Linked DNA regions of Macaca mulatta: region 2 is linked to region 1. The links are chromatin contacts, called in public Hi-C maps. All regions are on one chromosome and are shown on one strand. The core of a region is the stretch at or near the end of the contact, and the rest is flanking DNA. Distances in the headings are between cores, read along the strand shown.

What was found. A called contact is a pair of places that touch in the nucleus more often than the background predicts.
Region 2: a Hi-C map of blood shows a contact between it and region 1, with 2.7 times the contacts expected there. The contact joins the promoter of RASGRP2 here to the promoter of SF1 in region 1. A contact is called at or near these places in 4 of 14 Hi-C or Micro-C datasets (CD4 T cells, blood, fetal cortex germinal zone and 1 more).

Annotation. Positions count from the first base shown.
Region 1 is chr14:9,617,367-9,622,015 of T2T-MMU8v2.0, reverse strand. It overlaps SF1 (splicing factor 1), which reads right to left and starts at 1,801. Exons shown (of 13, transcript XM_077962337.1): 1 at 1,397-1,801; 2 at 1,022-1,181. All of the region lies in intron 1 of LOC144334144 (a long non-coding RNA gene), which reads left to right.
Region 2 is chr14:9,652,066-9,656,714 of T2T-MMU8v2.0, reverse strand. RASGRP2 (RAS guanyl releasing protein 2) reads right to left here and starts at 2,173. Exons shown (of 17, transcript NM_001261279.1): 1 at 2,011-2,173; 2 at 809-952; 3 at 26-128. The coding sequence starts at 881. All of the region lies in intron 1 of LOC144334144 (a long non-coding RNA gene), which reads left to right. PYGM (glycogen phosphorylase, muscle associated) reads right to left here. Exons shown (of 20, transcript NM_001261534.1): 20 at 4,406-4,649.

The sequences.
Region 1 (4,649 bases), core at 552-3,051:
CTACATCAACCATGAGTGCTCTGAAATCCCCAGGGGAGACACAAATACATTGAAGAATCATAGGTTTGTAAAGCAGCCCTGATGGGACTGGGGGCTCCGCCCACCTCCACTCCCCTCACCAGTCACTTAAGAGGCAGGAGGAGAGCTAAACCTAGTTATACCCTACCGAGTGGGAAAAGCCCAATTCTTCAACAAGATCACTTTTGTCTTCGTAAGTTTGGCCAAGATCAGCATTCAATTTTCCTGGCCAGTTGGACACTCAGAGTCTGAACTTTTAAAAGGATCTATCAAAAATTCAACAAACAACAACCTATACAATAGCAGCCAAGTTGTCCTTCCCCCATACACAGGCAGAAACTCCCTACGTTTAGCACAAGAGTCCTTCTATTTCCCAGGCGATACACGATCAGAAGGAAAAACTTTTTAAAACAAAGTGACAGGAGAGCCGGTCAGACTGAGATCTAAGGATACTGAACGGAGATTAAAAAACTAGAGTTCTCTCCCCAAAAGAGACCAAAAACGATCAGACCCAACCATCACCTGAAGCATGCCAACCTCTCCCGGATGAAAACCCTGCCTTGCTATACAAGCAGAGCAGCTATCCTTGGTATGGTTCCCATTCTGGCTCAAGACCAGAAAGGAGCCGCCGCACATCATCAGGTGAGGCTTTCACGCCCTGCTGGCATTCACAACCAGCACCCCGTCCAGTGCTGAACATCAGCGGACTGAAGGGCAATAGGGGGCCCCGAGTCTATAGAACTGCGCCGCACAGCCCAACCACCTCACTGCGTCTGCGCACAGAGCGCCTCCCGCCCGCCCAACCCTCCCCAACAGCGCGCGTGCGCACTCGAGGCCCTAGAACCAGGCCGCGCGCGCCCCGGGGCGCCTCCGCCCGGGCCTCCCCGTGCGCGCGCGCGCGCGCGCCCCTGCCGCGTGCAGCCGCCGTCGCCGCCGCCGCGCGCCCCTCAGGCGGCCGGGCCCGTCCGCGCGACGCCTCTCGCGCTCTTTCGGCCCGACTCACCTCCTCCGCCGCCGGCCGGGCCCGGCTGCTGGTCCTTACGCGGCGGCTGGGGTGGCGGCGGCTGCGGCGGCGAGACGCGCTGGTAGAGCGGCGGCGGAGGGGGCGGCTGCGGCGGCGGGTACGAGGCGCCGGGGGACGGTGGAGGTGGAGGCGGCGGCGGCTGCTGGGGAGGCGGAGGGGGCGGCGGCGGAGGCGGCGGAGGCAACGCCGCGAAGGGGAAGGCCGCGGTCAGGGCCCCCATCGAGCTCACGGGCGGGGGCGGCGGCGGCCCGGGAGCCAGCAGCCCCGCCCCAGGCCCGGGTGCAGGCGGAGGGCCCGGCTCGAAGCCCCCTTTGGGTCCGGGAAGCGGGGGGAGCCCGGGGGGGCCCAGCTTACCCAACGGCGTGGCGTTCGCTCCGGTCGCCATGGCGCCCCCGGGGACAGGCACCGGCAGCTGCTTTTCGTCGGCGGCGGCTTCTTCGCAAGCCTCCCGGGGGGAGGGGACCCGACTGCGCTGCCGGAGCGCGCGGAGCCCGTCCTTTCACGCGGCGGGCGGCGGCGGCGCGAGACGCACAAAGAGGGAGGAGAAAGGCCGCCGCGGGGGCGGGCCGGGGGCGGCGGGACCGGGGACTGGATTGGGCCGGGCCGAAGCGAAGGGTCGAAATCGGGGGCCTCCGATTGGCGGAGCCTCAGTCCTTCTTGATGAGCGCTGGGATTGGCCGAACCGTTAGGCCAGGCGAGGAAATGGCGGCGGAGTCCGGTGGGCTGGGAGGTGTCGCAGCGCGCACTTCATTTGTTACTGCGTGAACTGAGCTCGGAGTCCAGAAAGGAGGGGATGGGGTGGGGCGAACTCTGTGACGGAGCGTCGACGAGCTCTCTCATTGGCTGCGGCGGTGGAGTCAATCAATTTCGCGTGCGTCGTAGTGTCACGGGATTGGCTGTCGCTGGTTCCAGCTTTTTTCTACTCTCCTCCCTCAGGGGGCAGTTTCTCCGGGATTAAGCGAGAAGTCGCGGCGGAAAAGGCCCAGCCGGAACGAGATTTATGGCGGGGGAATCCTGGAGCATGAAGTGCGCATGCGTATATAGAGCAACACCGCCCTCTCCGCTAGTCTCCCTTCACCATCGACCCTCGGGTCCAGCATGGAAGCCCTAAGTGACGTCAACCTTTGTTCCCATGGTAACGCGGAACCTTGGGGCGGGAGTACGGGAGGGGCTGATGGGCGCCGGAAAACCGGCTCCGTTACGCCGCAGGTAAAGAGACTTCCTGTTTTTTTTAAATCAAAGACCCAAAAAGCTATGAATAGAGAAGACTTACTGAAGGATTAAAAACAGTATTTGAAGTGATGCAACAACAAATTAAATGAAAGATAACAAGGTTGTCAATTCAAAAGTTACAAATACACACTTCTATCGGAATCTTAACGGAGTTCAGAGGATTTAATTAAATGATCTTAAAATCATATAAAACAATAACTACGGCCGGGCGGCGGTGGCTCACGCGTAATCCCAGCACTTTGACAGGCCGAGGCGGGCGGATCACAAGGTCAGGAGTTCGAGACCAGCCTGACGAATATGGTGAAACCCCTTCTCTACTAAAAAATACAAAAATTAGCTGGGCGTGGTGGTGCACGCCTGCAATCCCAGCTACTCGGGAGGCTGAGGCAAGAGAATCACTTGAAGCTGAGAGGCGGAGATTGCAGTGTTCCTAGATCCGGCCACTGTACTTCAGCCTGGGTGACAGAACAAGACTGTCTCAAAAAAAAAATACTACAGTAGTGGGAAAACTTTACAAGATTGAGCAGGAGCTTGCCTTTCCAGATGACAAACATAGTATATAAAACAAAACAGGCCAGTGCGGTGGCTGACACCTGTAATCCCAGCACTTTGGGAGGCCAAGGTGGGTGGATCACCTGAGGTCAGGAGTTCGAGACCAACCTGACCAACACAGTGACAACCCTGTCTCTACTAAAAGTACAAAAATTAGCCCAGCATGGTGGCAGGCGCCTGTAATCCCAGGTTCTCAGGAGGCTGAGGCAGGAGAATTGCTTGAACCCGGGAGGCGGAGGTGCAGTGAGCTGAGATCGCTCCACTGTTCTCCAGCCTGGGCAACAGAATGAGACTCCGTCTCAAAAACAAAAAAACCACAATAATAAAACAATATAATATTGTTGGTAGGAAAGACACATTAGTGCAACAGAATCCGGAAATACCACAAAGGTGGTATTTTATTTCAATCAGGAAAAGATGATTTAGTTGATAAATGGTGTAGAATCTTAAATTTAAACAACAAGACATTTAGAATATAATTTAGGAGACTATATAAGAGTAATCTAGGGTAATCTAGGGATTGAGGGACTGCAAAGACAGGAACCTCAAACTATGAAAAGATATACTTGATTACCCCAAAACTTAACACTGTGATAAAAGTCAACAGACAATGATAGATGAGGAAAAAATATTTGCCATACATGATAAAGAGCCAATATCTATAATATACAAAGAAATCTTAAAAACTAATTAGAAAAAAGGCAGAAACAATAGAAAAGGAACAAAAAATAGGAATGGACATGTCTCAGAAGAATAAATCCAAATAGTCAAGAAACATGAAAGGGTGTACAACCCCTCTGCTGTGGTTTTTTAAAATAAATATAAAAGATGTTGGAACCCCCACAACACTTTAAACCTGGAGAGAGAGGTGGCTGTGATCTCAGCCACATAGGGTTATACTTTTTTCTCAGATAATAAATTAGACCTGCTTATTTTTTTTGTTTTGTACAATTACTGGAGAGAATGAAACACAGGGACAAAAACCTGCTGCCTTCTTAATGACCCTTCTTATAGATTAACTTCGCTTTTGTTGTCCTGCTTTACTTAGACCAGATGACAGCAAACCCATGACTATTACACTCTCTGTAAAAAATGTTAAATGTATGCCTCCCAAAAAGAAACACTACTTAAAACCAAATTATTATTATTATTTTTTTTTTTTGAGACGGTCTCGCTGTTGCCCAGACTGGAGTGCAATGGCACAATCTCGGCTCACTGCAACCTCTGCCTCTGGGGTTCAAGCGATTCTCCCCCGTCAGTTTCCCGAGTAGCTGGGATTACAGCCACCTGCCATCATGCCCAGCTAATTTTTGTATTTTTGTAGAGTTGGGATTTCACCATGTTGGCCAGGCTGGTCTTGAACTCCTGACCTCAGGTGCCCACCTCAGCCTCCCAAAGTGCTGAGATTACAGGCATGGGCCACTGCACTCGGCCTATAACCAAATTACTATAACTGTGCACCGACCATATATGAAAAATGTAATCCTAAAACTCCTCTGCCTCTGCCTGTGTAAATGAAACCTTAACTTCTCTACTTCAAAACACTGACTCCATTCATTTGGAGTCGGTGTTTCCAGGTGGTCCACCCTCATGTTTTGTGCTTGAATAAACTATTAGAATTAGATTCTGACCCTTTTGATTACTTTAGGTGGACAGGTTTGAATATGTCCCCCAAAGCTCATGTGTTAGAAACTTAATCTCCGGCCAGGCGTGTTGGCTCCATCACTTTGGGAGGCAGAGGTGGGTGGATCACCTGAGGTCAGGAGTTCGAGACCAGCCTGGCCAACATGGTTCTCCTGCCTCAGCCTCCCAAGTAGCTGGG
Region 2 (4,649 bases), core at 924-3,423, 34 kb before region 1:
TCTTGGCAAGGCGGGCGAAGGATATATGTGGAGCAGCTTGGCCGCCAGCTGAGAGGAGGGGATGTACCAGGGGTGCATCATGAGGAACATGCGCACCAGCTGCGGGTCCCGTACCTTCCCGGAGTCATCTGATTCCGAAGGGTCAAAGACAGGCGGCTGAGCTGGGTCCGCAGCGACCATGCCTCACCCCCACCCCGCAGCCCGCTGGGTATCGGCCCTTCGGGTGCATGCTCGACCCCGCCCACCTCCTGCTTGCCCAGGACTCCGAGAGCAGGAGGCTAATTAGAGAGGAAAGGTGGGGTGGGCGAGGGATAGGCAGGCCCTGAGGACTGGAGGAGAGGAGCGCCCGAGCCGCCCATCGTCCGGAGGGGAACCAGCTGGGGCGGAAGGAGCCTGGGTTCCCAGGGGTCAAGAATCCAGAGGTCATTTCCTGAGCGCTTGGGGGAAGGGGCACCCCTTCACCAGATAAGCCGCCCCCCATTAGCCGGAAACAGCTCCCAGGCCGGAGATAGAGAGTTCCTCCGGATTCCCCAGGAGACAGATAATGCCCCTCAAGTGTCAGAGTCAGGGACCCGGCTCTCCCTTCGCCGCCGCTGGCGAAGGCTAGAGAAGGGAAACCTCATCTGTCTGAAGGGCGTGCATCTCTTTGCCCTGCGATGCAGAGGAGGCTTTAGTTAAAGAGACTGCACGCTGCGGAGCTGGGTGGGTCCGGTCCAGGGCTGTGCCCTGGATGGTGCCTGGGAGGCAGGGACCCGGGCTCAGACTCGGGGCTGGGCTCAGGCTCCGTGTGCCCTCCCGAGCCACTCACCGAAGGCTTCGATGCACCCGCGGAGCAGCTCCTCCACCGTGCAGCCCTTGTCCAGGTCCAGAGTGCCCGCCATGGCCGCCGGCGCGGGGTGGGCTGGGCTCAGACTGCGCTCCGGGAGCCTCCCACCGGTCTCGGACCGAACCCCTGTCCCGGGAGAGGCAGATCGGGAGTCTGCGGAGGCGCGGGAGGGGGAACGGCCCCGCGGGCAGAAACGGGGCGGGGCGGGCACGCCCCCTGCTGGGCAGGGGCGGAGTTGTCCGCCCGCGGCCACTCCCGGGGTTAAACGGTCTGGCCCGGGATGGTGCAACCCGCCAGTTGGGAAATGGACCCGCGGACAGGCTTCCGGCCCACCCTCGGAGTCGCGGGAGGGCCGAGGGGCTTCATGAGGACGGGGGAGCCAGGATCCCAGGACTGGCTGGCGCCCAGGCCCCCGCAGGCCCCCTTCTCCTCGCGTCCTCTCCCCAGAGGCACCTGCAGCACCCCGCAGCTCGGCTCTGCGCCCCTCCCGCTTCCCTCCCTCCACAGCCTCCCTTCCCCCGCAGGGTTATTTTGGGAACCCGGAGCCTGAGGGGACCTCGGAGGAATTTCTCCCTGGTATGGGAGGAGGGAGGAGAGAACCCAGGCGTCCTGCCCGCCTCCCCTCTTCCCGAGAGCCCGGGAAGGCGAGGCGGGGCTGCGGCAGCCCCCAGGGGCCTGCCCTAGGGGAGGCGGACTAGATGGGAGAGGAACATTCCTGGGGCGGGGGGAGACCGCTGCGGCCCGGAGGCGTCAACGGGAAGCCTGAGCATGGGAACGGAGCGCTTCCAGGCCACCTCCGCAAAGATCCCAGGGGTCACGGCTCAGCTCGTCCACAGGCCCTCTTCCTCCCTATCCCCGGCTCCTGACCCCGGCCCTGGCCCCGCACAGGCGAACTGTGAGCGCGCACGGAGCAGGGCGTCCAGAGGAGGGCGCTCGAGCCGGGGGTGGCCGGTGGGTGCATGACACCATTAGCAACTCCGGTCACTGGTCATACGCACCCTGGCAGGGGCAAACACTCCACACCCAAGTTATTCGTCGGAGGCCGGGGACCTACATGGAGGTGCAGGCGCCCGCACTTACACGCACCGGGCCACAGGCACCAGCCTCCCATCCTCCGTCTCTCACACACAATGGTACCCACACCCCGTGCACACCTGCACGAAGGAACCCTCAGGCACACATACCCGGTTCGTCTACCCCAGAATGCAAACCCGTGGACGAGGTCGCCTCCTGGACCTGCTGTTCACTTGAGCCAGGCCAGCCTCGAGTCCCGCGGCCACACAGGCGCTGACATCCTCACACGTGTGCACACACGCAAGGCAGTGCTTCTCCACGCATGTACACTCCCACACACATGCACACACCCCCATGGGTGCGCACGCCCATTCCATCGCCCCCCTCCCATCTGCGATGCAGGGCCCGCCCTGCGGTCCCAGCGCCCTGATTCCCTTCACTCCCAGATTTTGGCAGAGCCTTGCCCCACGGAAAGGTACCCTGACCCTACACATACTCACTCCCCCAGGCTGGAGGACGGAAGAGCTCCTGTACAGAGTTCTCAGGCGGACTTTTCCTAGAAGCCACCCAGAGCCGTCCCCGCCTGGCTCTGCCGCCTCCTCGTGTGACCTTGAGAATCACTTGGCCTCTCGGAGCCTCAATTTTCGCATCTGTCAAATGGGGGTTCGCGGGGGAGGGCCCCGATGGACCGTGGCTAGGAAAAGCCAGATGCGCAGGGGAGGTCCTCCGCCCTCTGGGGATCCAGGGCGCCTTAGCTCTCGTGGCCGCTGCCCCCTCTCCCCGACCCGGGTCGCAGACTCCCCACCCGCCCGCCGACCCCAGCCCGCCCGCGCCACCCTGGGGGGGTCCCTGGGGGCTGTGCCCTCTTCTGCCTAGCGCCCGGCGCGCGCTCGCTCGCTCACTCACTCTTGGGACCTGCCGCAAGGAGCCCACACCGGCCCGGCCGGCCCCACCTCCGTGCGCTTCCGCCCGCCGGCCTCGCTGCGGCTGCGGCTCCCGCCCGCTCTCCGCGCCGCGGCCCCGCTCCCCGCCGCCCCGCCCCCGCCCCCGCGCCGGGCCGCCCCCTCGCCCCTCCGCCCCTGCGCCGGGCTCCGCACCGCCGGCTGCGCCACCCCCACCGGGGGCTCCCTCTCGCCCCGCACGCGGCGGTCCCTGCGGCAGCTTAACCCCTCCCCTGCCGCGCCGCCCGGGAGGCCAGGGCCGCGGGTGGGGGGCTGCGCCATTGGCTGCCCCGAGGGTGGGCGAGCGCAGGCCCCGCCGCCCGGGACGCGGAGGGGGGACCGAAACGAAGAGCCCCTCCCCCAACCCCGGACGCCCCAGTGCCCCCCGCCCTGCCTGGGTGTCGGGCGGAGGAAGCCGGGAGGGGCAGGAAGCGGACTGCGGTGGGGAAGGGGCGCCCCGCCCAGCCCCCAGCCCGGGTTCCTGTTTTCGAGACAAACCGTTCCCACGGGGCTAACCCGGCCCGGGACCGGGCGTCTTCCTGCAGGCAGCGGGAGGCACAGGCCTAGTGGAGGTCGGGGGCGTGGGGACAGCGGGTCCTTGAGATAGTCTGGGGGAGGGGCTAGGACAAGATGGGAATATTTTGGGGAGAAGGGCCTGTGGGGAGCGAGGAATGAAATTGTGGCTACCTGGAGACGTGGCCTTGATGTCTAGGCATGGGGGCGGGGGGCCCAGTTCACACAGGAGGAACGGAGCCCCGGAAGCCTGGCTTCCCACAGGGCCGAATGGAAAGGGGCAGCCGCATGTGTCGGTGGGTTCTCCGCAGCTTGGAGACTGGGGGCCTGGATGCCTGGCCAGCAGGGAGGAACTTGGGAGAGGCAGCCGCAGGCGGTTGGGGTCCCCACTAGCCGGGCCTAGGAGAGCGGGTAACGGTTTCCGGCCATTTGGCTTCACACACTCACTGTGAAACCACCGACCCCAAACCTCCCTTCCGAGGCGTGCCCCTCCCAGCCTCGGGGCGGGGGAACCAGGACCGCCCCCGCACCTCACTCTTGATAATGTAAGACCTAGAAACAGGCCCTTTCTATTCCTTAGTTTCCCCATAATGAGGGGGTGACATGGCCTAGCCTAGGCAGTATGCGAGTGTTCCCTGCCCTACCACTCCCCCGACTTTGGATCGAGTGCAGCCACCTGCTAAGAGACCCTTAAACGCCGCAGTAGGGCGGGGCTAAGGGCGGAGCCAAGAAGGCGCCGAGCATCCTCTGCTTCCTCCCCCTCCTGGGTCCTGCCCTCGACAGCGTGGATCCTCCATGGTCCGGGAGGCCTCAGCCCGAGTCCCAGCTCCCAGCCCCGGTGGGCCCCACCCAGACAGACGCCCCGCCCCCGGCCAGCTAGGCTGGCCGCTGACCTAGTATGGACACGGCACTGGGAAGAGAGGCGTGGAGGGTGACGCCAGGAAAGGGGCTGGAGAGGCCTAGGCCCCGCCCCCACGGGGTCGCCCCCTCCACCTCCCACCACCGCCCCGCCCTGGGACGCACCTGCCGAGGGTGGAGGATAAGAGGGCGATTGCGCGGCTGCTGTTGAGCCCGCCAAGAGCTAAAAATATTTCCCAACAACGAGGAGTAAGGAGGCTCCCAAGGAGAATCAGTTTATTGGGGAGTGGGTGCAGTTGGTCAGACCCCATAAATAGGAGGGGACCGGGAGCCCGAGGATGGAAGGGGGCCCGTGTCCTTAGTCACGCTGGACACTGGGACATTGAGAGTGGGGAAAATGAGACTTCCAGGAGGGGGCTTAGAGATCTAACTTTAGTACCCCACCCTCTGCATGAGGCACTGGGGCTGGCCCAGGGGATTCTGACAGGCTCAAGGGC